2 separate regions of the Oryctolagus cuniculus genome follow, and region 1 is linked to region 2. The links are chromatin contacts, called in public Hi-C maps. All regions are on one chromosome and are shown on one strand. The core of a region is the stretch at or near the end of the contact, and the rest is flanking DNA. Distances in the headings are between cores, read along the strand shown.

What was found. Hi-C and Micro-C count contacts between places; a contact is called where the count stands out from the background.
Region 1: a Hi-C map of an unstated tissue shows a contact between it and region 2, with 2.2 times the contacts expected there. The contact joins two enhancer-like sites. A contact is called at or near these places in 2 of 6 Hi-C or Micro-C datasets (ear pinna and an unstated tissue).

What each region holds. Positions count from the first base shown.
Region 1 is chr9:83,692,652-83,696,854 of mOryCun1.1, reverse strand. No RefSeq gene overlaps it. Among named protein-coding and RNA genes, the nearest start is that of MEDAG, 41 kb to the right of the region's middle. Within about 2 kb of position 1,769, at least 3 of the 8 cell types and tissues checked have an H3K27ac peak or open chromatin away from gene starts, as enhancers often do.
Region 2 is chr9:83,512,929-83,516,962 of mOryCun1.1, reverse strand. No RefSeq gene overlaps it. Among named protein-coding and RNA genes, the nearest start is that of TEX26, 110 kb to the left of the region's middle. Within about 2 kb of position 1,847, at least 1 of the 8 cell types and tissues checked has an H3K27ac peak or open chromatin away from gene starts, as enhancers often do.

The DNA of each region.
Region 1 (4,203 bases), core at 520-3,019, 180 kb before region 2:
CTGTGCCCAATGCCCACCCCGCGGAACCCAGTTTTGTAAGCCAAAGAATGAAGTAAGAGCAAAGCCAAAACCAGGAGGCAAGGCTACAAAAAGAAGCAGAAAGACAGGCAGCTACTTTGGAGCTGGTTAAATAGGGCAGGTGACAGAAACGCAGAGAAAGTGGGCAAGATGGAGAGAGAGAGAAAGACAGACTTGTGAGGGGGCGGTGCAGCTGAGAGCTCCTGTTTCCATACCGGAGCGATGCGCGCTTTCCCTAGCTGACGCTGGAGACAGGTGGCAGCAGGGTGAGTCAGGGGACCCTTCGGAGGCTGCCTCTCTAGGGCCGACTCAGCCTCTGCCGTGCCTGGGCCTTCAGATCCCAGGAGTCGCTGTACTTCAGTATCCGCACCCGAGGGTCCGAACAAGACCCCTAGAGCTTCTTTCAGGCCTGGTATTGTGTGGGCTTGAGACACGGAGACACCAGGGTGAGCAGAAACAGACGATGCCAGCTGTGGGCGTTCCTTGAGGGATCAGTGTTTGACTCCCAAAAGGGAGATCCCGAAATAGCTCCTCCGTGATACGGGCCTTGCAGAGAAGGAATTCACACGGGGCGAGGGGGTTCTTAGAAAGAACCTGCGTCTAACTCTCCAGCGCCAACACGTGAGGGTCAGCTGGCTCAGATCTGGAATCCTGCGGCACTTTCAGTGCGTGCAGGGGTGGGGTGCAGAGGAATGGGCCTGAAAGGGTCCTTGTGCACCTTCAACGCTGCAGCTAAACCAGACGCTAATGGGTGAGTAACTTAATAGGTCACCCTATTTTTCAGTAATGTTTTCGCTTTGAAAAAAAAAAAAAAAGACTTCAGTTAGAGAGCAAGTCATTCCCAAGAAATTAGATTCCGCTGGTTGAAATAGGAGACTTCAGCCAGTGGCCCGGGAAACACGTTTGCCAGCTCCTCCGATCTTATCTGATGCCTCCCGTCCTGCCTGGGCCGTGACTATTTTTTGGGAAAAAGCCCATGTGATCGCTCTTTTAAAGACTGTTAGAATCGCTTGCCTCTCCCAGGTCTGAAAGAAGATTTGGGCTCGGGCTGCATTTGAAGAAATGCAGGTTGTATTTCCCCCAGCATTTAGGGTTTGATGGCTTCTGCTTATCTAAAGTGCTCACATTGCAAATATGAGCAGCAGGGCTAGGGATTTAAATTCTGCCTTGATGGGAATTTGAACTGAAACACTCTGCCCACTGCCACTTTATAAGCTGGGACTCATCAAGCCAGCTACAAATACCTCGAGGGGTCCTTGCAGTTACTCAACATAAATCAGCAAAATGACAGGCAATTGACTTTGAAAAGACAGCTCTCACATGGCTGAGTGGCTGGAGCTGCTGGAAGCAGATGCGGGCATTTTCCTGTAAACATGATCGTGATTAGCAGGAGTAAACAGCGGCCTGGGCTCTGCGTGCCAGGCCCCAGCCTGCTCTGGGTATTTCATTAGGTAGAGATCAACGTGCGGCTGGACGCGCAAAGTTGGTAACTCTCAGAACTAAGTTTGTATTTTGACACCTGGCCGAGACTTCTGGTTGTCCCGAAGGTAAGCAGGACGGAAATTCGATGTCGCAGTGTTCTTGTGCAGAGATGAAACAGGCGTGTGGACAGAAGACCTGGCGACGTAAGAGCAGTCCGCAGCCTCGTGCTGGCTGACAAAAGTGTGGCACTGCTCAGATTTGAGCTAAGTGGCAAGGTTCAAAAGGACGGCCTGACCAGTGTCACCCGGGGCCACCAACCTGCCCGTCTGCGGAGGCCTGGATTGTAACCTCAATAGCCAAGCTGGCCAGAGGGGTGGCAGCCAAGTGGGACACGCACGCCCTGTCCAAGGAGGCAGCTGACCTAGCTCTGGCACAGATCATTGCCAACTAGGGCAGAGAGCTCTGGGTTGTCATATCAACTGGGTTCTCCAAAGGAAGCCAGACACCACGATTTTCATGCGAAACACTAGGTGTGCCAAAACAAATATGTTCACAAGTCAAAGGCATCCAGCCAGTTTGCAACCTGGTTCTGGGTGATTACCTTCATATTCAACTCCTCCAAACATATTCCTGCTGTACCAAGTCTCCGGGCCATTTAAAGGGTAGAGAGAGAGAGAGAGAGAGAGAGAGCAAGTGAGCTCAAGTGAGTTTGCATAGACTCTCTTAGAAGGAGTGCAAAATGTATCAGCTCTCCAGATCTAGAAAGGGTGTGTGTGTGTGTGTGTGTGTGTTTAATATCTAATAGGTCTTTCATGCTGTAACTGCTCATCATCACTGGAATAATCGTAACTCACGTGAGAAGTTTAAATGCAGCTGGCATTCACAGAAGGAGACCCTGCTAAATGCTTTGGAATTCCTGTGAATGCCTCCAAGGTAACTTGGGAGTGGGCCTTTGGCCTAGGTGTAGAGACATCTGTATCCCATATCAGAATACCTGGGTTGGTGTCTGGCTCCAGCTCTCTCTCTTTCTCTCTTTTGAAAGGTGTATTTGTTTATTTGAAGGGCAGAGTGATAGAAAGAGGAAAAGAGGGAGGAAAAGGGAGGGAGGGAGAGAAGAGAGAGATCTCAAGAATGGTCTTTCATCTGTTGGTTCACTCTCCAGTTGTTTGCAATGGCTGGGGCTGAGCAGGGGCAAAGCCAGGAGCCTGACACTCCATCTGGGCGGACATCCATGTGGGCGGCTGGGACCCAAGTCCTTGGATCATCATCTGCTGTCTGGCAGGATGCATTAGCAGGAAGCTGGATTGGAAGTGCAGGAGCTGGGGCTTGAACCAGCACCCTCATAAGGGCTACCCTTATTTTTAAGACAGGAATTAAAATAGTGCTTCCTCTATAGCGTTGTGGGGAGGAGCTGCAAGCCAAGTGCGCAGCTCATGTGAGGGTGAGAGGCATGCCTGTGTTCAAGATGGAGAGGAGGGAGCAGTTTGAGGTCATCCCAGGTTTCTGGGTGTTGGAGGATGCTGGAGCTGTCCATCAAGTGGGCGACAGCGAGAAAGAACAGGGTCGGGACACAGGAAATTTGTTGAAATGAATCGGTGAAAATGAGCAACTGCTCATCATGGCTGCAATAATCATAGCTCACACGGGAAATTAAATTCAATTGGCCTGGAGCTGAAGGAAGCCCCAATGAGGCCCACTCCTTAGGGTGGCTGAATTGAAGGCATCAGAATTTGGAGGAAGACAATTGTGGTGGGGAGTTGAGACGTGGCTTTGGATGCTTACCTGGGGGCAGCCTCAGCCTGTGAGCAACTGTGACAACTGTGCATGCGTGAGGTTGCGAGAGACTGGGTGGCCAGAGAGGAGAAGGGGCCTCAGAGACCCCAACCGTAAGAGCAGCCAGGAAAGGAATCGGCGACAGGGCATCCAAGAGGCAGAGGTGACACCTGTGGAAAGGGGCTACAAGGAAACCAAGGAAGAAAAGGAGGATGTGATTCCATCCTCAAGAGGTTTGCAATCTGGGGAAGCAGCCGAAACAGAAACACACGCGGCACGCGGCAGCTGAGAGACTTGAGGACAAGTTAGAGCAGCCCCCGCTCCTATGCACCTGCTGGGGCCGGGGAGCGGGGGCTTCCAGCGAGCAGCACACCCTGGCAGGGGATGTGCAAAGACTTCAAAAAGTGCACGGGGAATAGAAAGAAAAGATGAAGTTCATGTCAGTATAAAAATCGTGAGTCCTATGTAGACTCCATTTCTGCTGATTTCCTGGGTGGGGGTGCACACAGAGGTGGGGAGCAGAGGAGGGACTTGCAGGTCAGAGTGAGCTGGGGGCCCAGGACTGGTGCAAGCCCTGGTCGGAAATGACTTTGGGCAGCACTATCGAGTCGCACTGCCCTCTTGGAGCAAATGTTTTTGCTAAGTAGTCAGGACGTTTCTTCTACTCTTGAGTGCATTTTCGTTTTACAGATTTTCGTTAGTGTGGGCCCCAGTCCTCGGCAGCTTTCCTCTACCTGGTCCCTCCTGATCGACTCCCCACGCAAGCAGACATCGGCTTTCCAGGCTGCTTTGTGTTACAAGCCGTGGGATCCGCACAAGCTGGCCGCCGCTGCAGGGGAGGTGACGCTACAAGGCGCCCCTGGGTTTGTAGAGGAGCACGCCCTATGAGGTCATGCGGCGAGGCCATCTTGGAACAGGGAAATTGTGGCCGCAGAGGTCTGGGGAGTCGACTTGGTTCAAGGACCCACACTGAAGTGAGCTAGTGTGGGC
Region 2 (4,034 bases), core at 598-3,097:
CCTCTTCCTCACCCTCTCTCTAGGCCTGTGCATCCCTCGGCCCTCCTACCAGCATCCCTGCCCCCATCCCTGTGTTCAAGTCTTTCTCCATTCTCAGGGCAGTGGCTCTCCCATCTGGTGTGGGATTCGGGGAGCCAGTCGCCCCTTTCCCCTCTCCCACGCCTGGGAAGTCCCTGCCTCCTCTTCCAGGATGACCACCGTGACTTAGAGCCTACTTCACAAAAGGCCTGTGACCACAGCATCTGCTTACAGTTACCTCTTGGCTCCCACGCTGCTTTTACAAATCAATTTCTTATTTTCATCACAAATCTGCATGGTGCCAGTCGACCATTCGGGGAAGAGAATCTGAAGCTGTTTGTGATCCAGGCAAAGTAAACAAGGGCCTCCATCCCAGTCACTTGCACTCCAGGGGGGGGGGGGCATCTCCTCCCGCCCCAGGCTTGCTCCTCCCGAGCTCTGACCCTGAGGTTATTCCCTTGCCTTCCCTGTTCTAGCTCTGTCACCCTGGCACGTGCCTGATTCCCTACAGCGATGACCAGGTAGGTGTGTGAGTGGGAGAAGAGTGGGAGGTGTCCACCTGCCACCCTCTAGGGGAGAAGCAAGAGGTACAGAGAGGGGGGGGCATCTGAGATGGAGGCTGAGAGGAGAGGAAAATGGAAAAAGAAAGGCAGTGCTCTGAGAAGTAAACCGTGCCCAGCAACCCATGTGGGATGCTTACGCGTGTGCCTGGCACCTCCCTTCCACGCCACAGAACCCCCACCAAGTGGATGCTAGCATCACTGTCTGGGAGAATGGGGAAACTGAGGCATGGCGCGGGGATGCCATTTGCCCAAGGTTGTCTGATCCTAGGCGATGGCCACGCTGGGATCTGGGCCACAGCAGGCCCCATAGGCTTTAGCGGTGTTCCAGGTAGACCGGTGAAGAAGGGGGCCTGGGAACAGGGATGGTCGTGGAGGCGCCGGTGCGGGAGCACCCAGAAATGACAACTGGTTTGCCTCCCACTGCAGGGGAGGGTCTTATGATGGCCACGAGACACGAGACCTTCTCTGCATTTTTGCATCACAGTTAGAAACTAGGGTGGAATTCTCTGGGAGAGAGAGAGGAGAGAGGGGCGAGGGGTAAACACACCTGGAGTGGGGTGCTTCACAGCCCAGGCTCTCTGGAAAGAGCAGGCTGGGATAGGGCAGTGCCGAATCCCCGCCTCAAGGATGCGCTAGAGGGGGACAAGCAGGGCACAGGAACACGCTGAAACCCAGCTGGCCCGGAGCCCAGCCTCGCTCCGGGGCTGGCTTCCCCTGGCCTCCCTTCCAGACTTTCCATGCAGCCTTGCGTTTCGCAATGCGAAGGGCCTGGCACAGGACAGCTGGGCCCTCCTACAGACCCAGGGCCCTGTGTGCTGGGCGCCGGATCCCTGCGCTGCCCGGCCCGAGGGGGCGCCCTTCACACAGACCGCGCGCGACCTGGATGGCGACTGGCTGGGCCCCGAGGCAGCCTCCGGGCTGGAACTGGCCCAAGTGGATACAGGTTCATCAGTCGTGCCCTGCGCTGGCCAGCCCCGGGCGGCTGTGCAGGTGGGGCTCCCTGGCTCCCCGGCTCTGCCTTTTCCTGGTGGCTCTCCTGGATGCCATGCCGCGGGGGTCACTGCCCTCCAGCGGAAGCCAGGGAGGGAAGCCAGGACCCGTTCAGGCGCACTGCCTGTTCATTAGAATGCAAGTTCATTGGTAAAAATGCAAATGACTCATTTCACTTCATCCTCCTGACAGCCTGCGCTGGTAGCACGCGCGGGCTGCTGCCTGCACCTGTCACCGCGGCGGCACTGCTCGCTTGGTGTAAAAGGCCTGCCACCCTTCAGGTGTATAAATAGCAGCCGTCAGGAATCCGCTCGGGCGCAGACTCGATCGCTCACTGCCCCCTAGTGGACCGGTGTGAGCGAGGCGGTGCCCACAGACAGTCCCCGCTTTGATTTGGGTTCCAAGCCAATCAGGGTTGCATTTTATTTCAGCGTTAGTTTGCGGCTTCTGCTGCCTTGATCCTTGTTCCCAATGTCTGCGGTTCTTAATTAACAGCCCTGAAATGGAATAAAATGTCAATCAAGGGTGACCCTTTCTGGAAATACCTTTGAATGCTATCAAGTCGCGACATTTCCAAGCAGTAGTTAAGGCCTCGTGTGATGCTCATTTTAAAAATCAAATTATCTCCAGGCTGGGGGGGGGGGGGTGCAGCTTAAAGCGAAGGTGGCATTAAAGGGCTCGTGTTGCCATCCAGCACAAGGACAGGTGCATGGGAGGGAAACAAGTTTATTTATAAAGCAGAAGCACCCACACCGCCTGCCTTGTCATCTGATTTGTCCCCTAATCACCTTTCTGCAGCTTTTCAGGTTTTCACACTTTGCAAGTTTCTTGATTGTCGTGAATCTCTGTAATGGGGATGTAGCCATATTCAGTCTAAGGAAAGCAAGGTTTGCAATTAGCCAGCAAAGCCCTGGGTGTTGGTTCATCGCCAGCTACAGCAAAAGCTGTTGTGAGAGACTGTCCCCAGGGCTGCCTTTGATGGTTGCCTCTGTCCCAGGATCATTCACTTAAAGACCATCCAATAATATTCCTTAGTGTTCTACCGGACACACTAAGAAACTTTTTTCTTTTTTAAGATTTATTTATGTATTTGAAAGTCAAGAGTTACAGAGAGTCAGAGAGAGAGAGAGAGAGAGAGAGAGATCTTCCATCCACTGGTTCACTCCCCAGATGGTTGAAATGGCAGGGGCTGGGCCAGTTCTCCTACACGGATGCAGGGGTCCAAGCACTTGGGCCATCTTCTGCTGCTTTTCCAGGTGCATTAACGGGTAGCTGGGTCCGAAGTGGAGCAGCTGGGGCTTGAACCAGAGCTCATATGGGATGCCAGCATCGAAGGCAGTGGCTTAACCTGCTGAGCCACAGGGTAGCTGCCTGTGTCTTTGGAGGGTTAACACGTGGACTTTCATGCCCTTCCTGAGTCATGTCTTTAGTCCAGGACTTGAACAGATTCGGAAGTATCCCCAGGTTGGGTGACTGCATTGCTGTCACCTTCAGGCACATCTGGGGTGCCTTGCCAAGTCTGTCTGCATAGTCCAGACTCTGAAGATCTCCATGGAGAGAGCCGAGGCCCCCAGAGCCCTGGCATCCCTTGTGTGGCTGGGTAGAATGGCGCTCGGTGTGTAGCACCCTTGGCAGTGTGGGAAACAGTCCCCCAAGCAATCCTCTGTGCTGAGTGTGTCAGATGAGGCAAGGGGACTCAGGACAAAAGGCATGTGGCCGAGATGTGGGGGTGCAATGCTCTCCCCCCCCCCCCCGAGACAGGCCTGTTTGTTTAATTCACTTATTTCAGGCTAAGGGCAGACCCAGCCCCCAGGGACAGGAAACTTCCGGGAGAGAAACGCGTTGGGAGAAAGCTTGGGAGCATGGACAGAGCAGGCTCGGATTTTTCCATAATTCGTGAAGCGCTTCGGGGTTCTCCCGAAGCAGCTGTAGTTTTCCCCAGGATAGGACAGGAAGTGCTTGCTGCCGGCATGCATCAGGTTAAGCTGTTCCTGCCGAGTCCGACCTCAGAAGAACCTGCTGCTCTGTGTGCTGGGGGAAGGGATGCGGCTGGCCCAGTGGGATCTGGGCATGGGGGCGGGGTGGGGGGAGGTCCTGCCTCACTGATCGCAGTCTCAAAAGGCTGCTGAAGACCCCAGTGAAGACCTCCCCTGTGGGAAATGCTTAATATAATAATAAACATAAAACAGGCTCCAGGGTAGAGCTGCCTTTTCTTTGAATCCCCATCACAACCCAGGACAGTCCTGCTGGTGCCGAATGCGTGCCCATCTAGCAGCCCCACTTGACCCAATCTAATTTCAAGCGGTCTTTGGTAGTACAGGGAGCTTGAGGGCATCTGGCCTACCCCCTGGCAGCTCTCACAGGCATCTTCCAGATGTCAGCTCTACAGAAGTCCACAAGCCATGCTGGAATAATGTGCTAGGAGTGGGGAGAAGGGAAGGCATGGCTGAAAGCTAAGACTAT